2 separate regions of the Arachis hypogaea genome follow, and region 2 is linked to region 1. The links are chromatin contacts, called in public Hi-C maps. All regions are on one chromosome and are shown on one strand. The core of a region is the stretch at or near the end of the contact, and the rest is flanking DNA. Distances in the headings are between cores, read along the strand shown.

Region 1 (4,900 bases), core at 921-3,420:
TGTTGCTCCAGAATCTATAAAAGCATTTATAAACTTTTCTGTTATTTTTATAGTAATAAATGTGGCATTATTACTCAGTCTCTGAGTCTGTTTCTGAGACATATTCAAAAATATAGTCTAAGTTATCATCAGATTCCTCTAAAGGTTCCATGAAACAGGACTTAGCAATTTCTATTTGTTTAGTAAGATCCTTTTTATCCTTCTTTTTTGGACATTCATTTGCATAGTGTCCTTCTTCTTGGCAATACCAACACTTACAATTTTCTTTTTTATTCGGGCAATAGTTACTCTTTTGTCTTTTGTTTTTATTGTTATTTCTTTTTCTAAAATACCTCTTTTTTCTCCAGTTTGGATAGTATTTTCTTTTTCTAAATTGGTATTTTCTTTTTCTTTGAAAATTTTTATTAAGCCCATATTTTTAGGGTATCTCTTCATTATCCTGACAGCAAATTCTAATTATATTTACAAATCTTTTTTGAGTTGCTTCTTGCATACAACGTTCTTTTATTTCCTCTCTTATTGCAGAGGTTGCTCCACCAAAATATTTTCAATTGTCCCTCTATTTATTTCTCTTATAAATCTTTCCATTATAAATTCATTAGCAGGATATGGAAGTTTTGTTATATACATACTAAGATAATGATTTTTATCTTCTTTTAATTTATAATAATGTATTCTATATTCACATATATAAGATTCCACATTATATAGATCATATATCTGAATATTAGCTAAATGGTTTTTTGCTTCTTGATATTCTTTATATAGAATCATCATTATATATAATATCTTATCATAAGCTGTTGTTTTTGTTGCTAATTCTTCTATTATTTGGTTTTCTATTGATGTCATATAATCTCTTATAGTTCCTTTAGTATGAAACCCTATGTAATTCCAAATATCTCTTCCAGACAATTCACTAAGTTTTGGATTAGTAAAGGCTTCTAATAAAAAGGAATTCAACCAATTTTTGAAAATTTCTTTTTCATTCTTTTTACAGTCTAAGTCAAGCATTCTTTCTCCTTCCATTTCCTGGATTTTAGGAACGTGTTTTGATGGTATTTTTGTATATTTTGAATCTTTATTTATAAATCCTTTTTTAAAAGCATAATTATCAAAACCTGTTTCCCATTTAAATTGAGATTGATTATCCTTAGATGTTCCAGCTTCATTTTTTACTTGTATTGGAATTGCTAGTTCTTCGTCACTTGAATAATCTAGGATGTGTTCTTCATTTTCTATATTTTCAGAATTTACTAATTCTTCTTCTATTTGAAATCCATGTTCCATAATATTATTTTCTTGAGCCATTTTTAATTGTTTAAAAAGCATTGTAACTACTTCTAATTTTTCTTCAATATTCATAATTTCAATGGTGGTTTTACTTTTAAATCTGTTATGTTGATTATATTTTGACATTTTTCTTCTTTGGGATTCCCTTTTTCCTTATTTCTTTGAAATTTTATGGATACTAATATTTCTTCAAGCATATCTACTATAGAATTTAATTGTGGGTTAAAAGTATGATAAAGATGTGGAGAATCATTTCCATGGTAACATTTTTTAGAAATTCCGTGTGAAAAATAAATTTTTTCAGGTTTTTGAAGTCCTTCAATAAAATTTATAGTAAAATAAAGATTTTGAGAAAAGTCATTTTGTATTGATTTTAAGAATTCGGTGTCGTTACAATTAACATTAGTTAAAATCATTAATTTTTGATCAATTAATTTTGATAACTAAATTATTTCTTCTCTTAAATCTTCTAATTTACTTTTTTTTCATTAGGTGACGCTTTTCTTTGTAAAGAATTACGGTTTTAAATAAAAAGTGTAGCTTTAGGATGTGTGGTTTAGATTTTGCCACATAATCATATCTTTAAATTTGTACAGATTTAGATCTGTACCATATAATTTTCTTATTGTATATTATGTTATCATTTGTAGAATACATGATATGGTATAGGTTTATATGATAACGGAAAAGAAATCATCGTATTAGTTAGAATTTAATTAGAACAATGATGTGAAAACAAAAAGGGCCGCAAAAATCGTAAGTACGGATATAAAAAGAGAAAGGCTCTTCTTTCAGCAGAGGCCATCATGATGGGTCAATGAGCACAGTGTAAGCCCATACTATAAATAGAGTTTAAACAAAACCAAAAACAAAAGTTCAAGACAAAAAATCCAAAAAAAAAAAAGCTCGTCTCATCGCAAATCGCAATCCAACACTCCTGTACTCGATAGGAGGGAGCTTGTTGGTGCTTCTAAGCTTAATTTGAGTTAATATTTAAAATCACCTTAAAATTTGAGGTCAGTTTTTAAATTGATCCTGCATATTTTAATTGATTCAAATTATTTTTAAATTTTAGAAGTCAACTCACGTTAGTCCCTCCATTCATCTTCGTTAATAGAGTGCTTAACTGAAATTTTAAAAGTGACACCTTGACTAATAGGTGGTATGACAGTTGTCTAACATATAAAATTTATGATAGGGTCAATTTAACCCTTTGAAAATCCTAACCAGAAAGCCAAATTTTCAAATTGAGCTTGTTGTTGTGTTGTAGAAGAAACATAGAGTAATAGTAACCAACAAAAACATCATAATATAAGTGCATTCTAAGTGTTACACAAATTGTAATATGAACAGACCTAATGTTAAAAGGCAACTACTCAAATGAAGATGGCAAAAACATCTTTTTATGAAGATGTTTTGTTAAAAAGTGTGATTTATTTATTTAGCCACACTTTAAACAAAGACAACACTTTTATAAATATTAAAATCTAACCATTCAATCTATCATCCAAAAGTCAAAAGAGAATATTTTCACATAAAGACAATTATAAAGTCTTCATTATAGTATCCACCATGTTAAAATAGTTATCGGAGCCTTTTGCCACTTGTTCCATGGAATACTACACACCAAAACAACAGTACTTCACACAATAAGAATAACAAAGAAACAAAACAAAGAAATCCCGTTTAAAAAAAAAAAATTGTCAGTAAATGTATTAGCAATTAAACGAGCATGTCCTATCAAGAGGTGGGTTCGCCGAGGCGTTTAACAAGAGAAGAGCATGGCCAATAAGCAAAAGGGTCTTCATAGCCAGCCCTCTTGCACGATTTCATACATTCATTTTTTTGAATCCGACGTATTATTACCTGTTTTGAGTGTTACTTGAAACTGGGTTATATTTCGGCCTAGATATGAGGTTCAGACTCCGTCTGAAGTAGCATCCGACTTGTATTGGTGTTAAGATGTCGCCGTCCGAGTTTTTCTAGAAGTTCACTAGTCTTAGAGATTGGAACACATTTTAGTAGAGATATGGATATTCCTCTTCTATAGAGAATATTGTGAACTAAGGTGTAGTTTTGTATTTTTCTTATGAGTCTTCTTGTTTTCCTTTTTTATTTAGAGATGATATCAAACTTGAGATATTCAATGATGGGAGTCATTCAACCTAAATTTAGATTGGATATGGCCATTGTGCCTAACTTGTTGACTTCTTTTACTGATAGTGTGTGGAGAGTTTTCTGGACCAAGCTTCTATTGTTGCCCCTTGGTTTGGGGCTGACCAACTTGTAAAGGGCATCGGTTCGGATATTTGATTCCCGAGCTATATGTCAAATTTTTGCTTTCGAAAATTGAGCTAATTATTCCCGTGTTTCTTCTAAGTATTTCTTCATGTTGGGATCTTTAGCCTAATAAGTCCATTAACTTGAGAGATTATTACTTGAGAATCACTAAACACAATCAAATTTACTACCCCGACTTCTTTGGCAAGACTCAAGCCAGCAAGTAAGGCTTCGTACTCGACTTGATTGTTGAAGGCTGGAAATTCGAATTTCAATGAAAATTCTATCCGAGTTCCTTTTTCGTTCTCCAGAATAACTTCTGCTCTACTTCCAGCTTTGTTGGATGATTCGTCTACATATAAGTTCCAGGCTGCAGGTCTTCCATGAGCTTCAATGTACTCGGCCACAAAGTTGGCTAAATATTGAGATTTAATTGCTATCCAACTTTCATCTATTGCCCATTGTAACATCCGGCCTGTAGTATCCATTTTCTGTAAGATGTGCTTCATAGGCTAATTAGTCGGACTTTTATAGTATGAGTTTGAAAATAAGGTCAGAGCCTCATAGAAGTGATAACAAAGGCATATGCGAACTTCTCTATCTTTTGATAGTTTAGCTATGCCCCCTGTAGGGCCTTGCTAACGAAATATATTGGTTGCTTCCCGTTTTTATCTTCTCGGACTAAGGCTGAGGCTATGGCCTTGTTTGTAACTGCTAAGTACAACACGAGCTTTTCCCCTATAACAGGTCGGGTGAGGATTGGTAATTGACTCAGGAAATTTTTGAAGTCTCGAAAGGCTTGCTTACATTCATGAGTCCATTCAAATCAGCTCTCTTTTCTTAAGTATTGAGAATAGGGGGAGATTTCAGAGTTGATCCTGCCAAGAATCTATATAAGGCTGTCAACCTTCTATTTAATTATTGGACTTCTTTGAGACAGGTCGGACTTTTCATCTCCAATATTACCTTGCATTTGTCTGGGTTGGCTTTAATACCCCTTTGGGTGAGCATAAAGCCTAAAAATTTTTTGACTTCTACTGTGAAGGTACACTTTGAGGGAGTTAGTCTCATCTCGTGCTTCTTAATTTTGTTAAATAATTCAATTAAGTCGGACAAGAGGTTGGCGTCTTCTTTGGTCTTGACAAGCATGCCATCCACATACACTTCTATTAATTTTCCAAGGTGAGGTGAGAACACCTTGTTCATTAGTTGTTGATATGTGGCTCCGGCATTCTTCAATCCAAAAGGAATGACTACATAACAATAGTTAGCTTTTGAAGTGATGAAAGAGGTCTTTCCTTGGTCCGGCTTGTACATCGAGATTTGG
Region 2 (5,292 bases), core at 747-3,246, 45 kb after region 1:
CCCTAAACACGAAAACAAATGGAACTGTGGGCCCAACTGTGTGTGCGACTACAAATTCATGAAAAAGGTTCAGCGAGAAATAGAAAGCATAATACAGAAAATTACTATTTAATCCATCCCGGGACCGTAACATGTTAATGTCATTGTCATCACATCACCTCCACCCAAGATCCTAAATGGGCCCAGATGGCCCCCCGGGCCCCACCCACCTCCCGGTTCTTTTATTTTCCCTCCCAAATGACCGTTTGAAGAACAAAATCAACAAACGCATGATGCAAATGTCATAACAAAATGTATATATATATATATATGAAAAAGTCTAAGGGCCAGCAACTTTGTTAAATTCTGATCAGCATGTAACCAGTAAAAAAAAGTGAGTCATTGGATAAAATTTCACACCATTAAAATCATTATTGATGGCTATTTGATGGCTACAAATCACAAAAATTGCTGACTCCCTAACATTCTTCGCTATATATATATATATATATATATATATATATATATATATATATATATAAATAAATAATTCTTAATCAGATAATTTTAAATAATTATAATTATTAATTAATAATAATTAAATAATATAAAATATAATTTAAAAATATTTATTAACTTATTGTTAATCAAGCCAATGAGTAATAGTTCAAATGGTATAGTCTCCTCATACTCAATTAAGAGGTTGTGGGTTCGAGTATTCTATCTTTGATAAAAAACAAAAAAACTTATTGTTAATCAAATTTTTATTAGTTATCTAATAAGATTGATACAAAAATAGTAAAAAATTCTTGAACGAGTAGCGTAGCTAGCATTTTTTGTTTGTTGTGTATTTTGGATTCTAAAAATTATAATGATTATGTTAAAATCTAAAATTAATTGCTAAAATTAGTTATTAATATAAAATATATATTAAAATATAAATATATTAATATCTGATTTTAGTAATCGGTTTTGATTTATAAATAATATTTGTGAAGTTTTAAATTATAAGAGAAATAATAAATCGATTAAATAGAACTGAAAGTTACAATAATGCTTCAGGAAGTGTTAGGTAAACAATAACTATTTTAAACAATATGAACAACTATCAATTAAATAAAAAATATATTATATCTCTAAATTATTTATCTAAATTTTAATATTAAAATAATCATCCGTACACCTAGTATAATGAACATTTGAAATATTTATTGTTCACATTGTTTAGTATTTTCATTGTCTACCTATACTTTTTCTAATCTTGCGGGCTTTTGAATCATAGTTTATGCAAAGAAGAGTGCAGCAACAATAAATTTTGTGATTTATAACCATAAATAATATTTTTAATGGTGTAAAATTTATCTAATAATAAAAAATTGCTCATTTTTTTGGTGACTATCAAATTTTAATAAAAGCGCATTCTCTTAAATTTTCTGTCACGGAAATTCGCAACTGCAACCCCACCGTTGACCCTTTTAAACGTCAATTACATATCAATGGTTAATGAAACAGACTTGAGTTATAGCTATGTAAAGACTAGAAAAAGAAAGAAACAGCAGCAAAATACTGTTGCAAACTTACACGACTCATCACGTGCTATGCATATTAAAGGAGCCGTTAATTCAAACGAACACGATAAGTCGATAATGAAGTAAAATAATTAGTACATAATAACCTGATGCTGGGTACAATAAGGAAATGCATAAAGTTTAATTCAAGTTTGCAAGTGTTGGAGGATTATATATCAGTATATCATCACCACTAATTAATCAGTAATCAGCAGTGGTTGAATCTGGAGTTACACTTTTCGGACATTTACTATTTACTTAGATGGTATCTAATTGTGAAATGCAAAGCCAAAAGGATAGTATTAGACACATAAATACACCGCAATAGTGGCCAATCATTTTTCACATAAAAAGGCTCAGCCTATCATCTACGTTGCCCCCTACAACATTAAAAATGACCGTTGCGTTGGAATCTTTTATTTATTCTAAAAAATATACACAGCAAGCATGATGCACCCAAATAGCTAGCTAGCTACCCTCTCACTCTAAATATATAAACCCACACACAAAAGTAGTGCTTCTTTCTTTCTAATTCTTCTCTTGCTTTCATTAACTTATAATTATTGCACTCTCTACTGTACCGTGTATATATCCTTCCAACATTTTTAGTTTATTGTTTAATTTTATATCACACAGTATATATATACACTACATTATTATTATTACTCATTATTCAACATTCCAAGTCTTCTTCACGTTCGATAGATGCTATTATCTGATTAACAACAATGGCTTGTCTCTCGCTGCAACTGCTGCTTTTGTGTTTCACCACTCTCACAATTCATGCGACAAAGGTGACATGTGCAGAACCCTACCATCACCGTAGCACCCTTAGAACATTGTCTTCTTCTTCTTCTACCAAGTCCTCCTCCAATCATCGTCGGAACCACACTTGGGTGGGACCAACAGGTCAGCGCGTAATCACCGTTGACGTCAACGGCGGTGGACAGTTCCGGTCGGTGCAAGCTGCGGTGAATGCCGTTCCAGACAACAATAGAATGAACGTACTGATCCAAATCAGCCCGGGATCCTACATGTATACACATATCAATTAAGTTCTTCATTGCTCGTAGAAAACAATGCCATTAAACATACTACATTTATTTTTTAATTTGGTATGAAGAAAATAAACTAATAAAAGAATAATGTGGTTGATATCGGGAGGTTGTTGGGTGCAGAGAGAAGGTTGTTGTGCCCGTGACGAAGCCGTACATAACGTTTGAGGGAGCGGGAAAAGAAGTGACGGTGATAGAATGGCATGATAGGGCCAGCGACCCTGGTCCCAACGGACAGCAACTGCGTACTTACAGAACTGCTTCTGTCACTGTTTTCGCCAACTATTTCTCTGCTCGCAATATCAGCTTCAAGGTATACACAACTCATTGGCTACTCTTATCATGTCTTTATTATTTAAAATTGTTAGACAAATTAACATGTTTCACTAAATTTTTTTAATTTTGAAATTTCAGAAACTAGGGGTAATAGGGAGTTATACTTGTTTTCACGTGAATAACTATCTTTTTGACAGAACACAGCGCCAGCACCAATGCCGGGGATGCATGGCTGGCAAGCGGCGGCGTTTCGAATATCCGGTGACAAAGCATACTTCTCAGGCTGTGGATTCTACGGAGCACAAGACACTCTTTGCGACGACGCTGGCAGGCATTACTTCAAGGACTGCTATATCGAGGGTTCAATTGATTTCATATTTGGGAATGGCAGATCCATGTACAAGGTAATTAGTAACTAAATTAATATTTAGTTTTTAATCAAACTCTAATGGTATAATTGATTTTTCGTGGAAAGGGTACTTCTCTTTTGGGAGGCAACACAGGACTATCCAAAGGCACCGTAATATATGCTAAAAAATATGTAGTAAATTTTTAAAAATATTATTTATACATTAAAATTAGTTATTAATTTTAGAAATCAATATATTTGTATATAAATATATATAATTTAATTTATTTTTAATATATATTTTATAGGTTAATTTTTTGTATATTGAAAAATTCTTGATATAATACTCAATTATTGGATTCTATGGTGTTTTTTAAAATTGTGAGAACAGTATAATACGCCTCGTTGTATTGATAATAGGCCCTCCTTGTATTGTTAATACAAGGGGGCGTATTATACTGTTCTCACAATTTTAAAAAACACCATAAAATTTAATGATTGAGTATTACACTAATGGTATATGAATATGTAAAAAATTAAACGTATTTTATATTAATAACTGATTTTAGTGATTGATTTTAATATAAATGTGTTATAATTGACAAATTTTATATCATGACGTTGGATTAGGTGAGAGACAAAGACAAAGATAGAGAGGGTAGGGAATTAGTGGTACTGAATACATGAAAAAGGAAACGAGCTTTTTTCTTTTTGTCACACTGCACCTTTAATTTGTGTCAGCTTAAGAGAGAATCAAAAGAAGCACACGCTATATTATATGCACATGCTGACATGCATAGTGGAACATAAAATTACATTATATAATGAGACATACACACAGCATTCAAAAGCACTAATTAACGGCTTCTTAATAGGACATAATTATTTAAGTTATAAAGCATTCATAAAATTACATTATATATGCATATACCTATACCTCTTTTTCTTTTTGTTTCTTTCAAGTAAAAGAATTTTAATCAGACCCTACATCCATGTCCTTAGTGGCGTGTGTTTATATGTAAAAGAGAATCATAACTGAAAATGCTGATATTTACGTGGAGACTAATAATGCAATATGTATGTATGTACGTATGTATGCATCCTGGTATGTCCTACTCAAGATTGCTTTGGATAAAGTTCATATATATAGTTGAAAATTGATTGGTAGGTTGAGAATATATTATTATTGATTTATTTGATTATGACTTATGACTTTTGAGTGGTTACTCAGGATTGCCAGCTACACTCAATAGCAACGAGATTTGGTTCCATAGCAGCCCATGATAGGAAAGAGGCAGAGGAGAAGACGGGCTTTGCATTCGTGAGATGCAGGGTGACGGGCACAGGCCCGCTCTATGTGGGCAGAGCCATGGGCCAGTACTCCAGAATTGTCTACTCTTACACTTACTTCGATGACATTGTTGCTCATGGCGGCTGGGATGATTGGGACCATGCCAACAATAAGAACAAGTAAGCCTCCTAAATTTGCCCATAACAAAACTCTATTCATAAATTCATCGCTAGTTAAGAACATATTGATAATATTAAACTTATTGGAAAACTTTTAAGTGTATCAGTACTGCTATTTCAGTAATTTTTAATCATTAATATTAATTATAAAAATATATATAATATATATAATTAAAATCAATAGTTAAATTTCGTTAAAATAACGGTATAATGATATACTTGAAAACTTTTCAAACTTGTTAACCCAAGTCAGATGATTTTCGAAGCACATTACCTCTTTTGGAAGCAATTTTATACTGTATGAATTGAGAAATGTTTCAACCAAACATTCAATCATAATAAATCATGTTAACCTAATTAGCTAAAAAGAATATCAAATATAAGATTAGCAGGTAGGTCCCCCCGTCTCTAGTGATTTTTGACTGATGATGGAGTACGGTCCATGACCAATCTTCATGAATTGGCTTTCGATGGAATTTTGACTATTCTGTGACCCACTTGTATTGGGTTCATAACCTCTTCTCCCTTCTTTTTCGGCTTGTCCTCCATACTCTAATGATTGTTAAAAGAACATATAATTGAAGATCAAAAGAAA

What was found. A called contact is a pair of places that touch in the nucleus more often than the background predicts.
Region 2: a Hi-C map of an unstated tissue shows a contact between it and region 1, with 4 times the contacts expected there. The contact joins the promoter of LOC112749620 here to the enhancer-like site in region 1. A contact is called at or near these places in 4 of 8 Hi-C or Micro-C datasets (leaf and an unstated tissue).

What each region holds. Positions count from the first base shown.
Region 1 is chr15:15,287,176-15,292,075 of arahy.Tifrunner.gnm2.J5K5, forward strand. No RefSeq gene overlaps it. Among protein-coding and RNA genes, the nearest start is that of LOC112747981, 16 kb to the right of the region's middle. Within about 2 kb of position 2,171, at least 3 of the 3 cell types and tissues checked have open chromatin away from gene starts, as enhancers often do.
Region 2 is chr15:15,332,401-15,337,692 of arahy.Tifrunner.gnm2.J5K5, forward strand. LOC112749620 (probable pectinesterase 68) reads left to right here and starts at 1,997. Exons shown (of 5, transcript XM_025797917.3): 1 at 1,997-2,583; 2 at 2,726-2,915; 3 at 3,076-3,282; 4 at 4,459-4,697. The coding sequence starts at 2,276.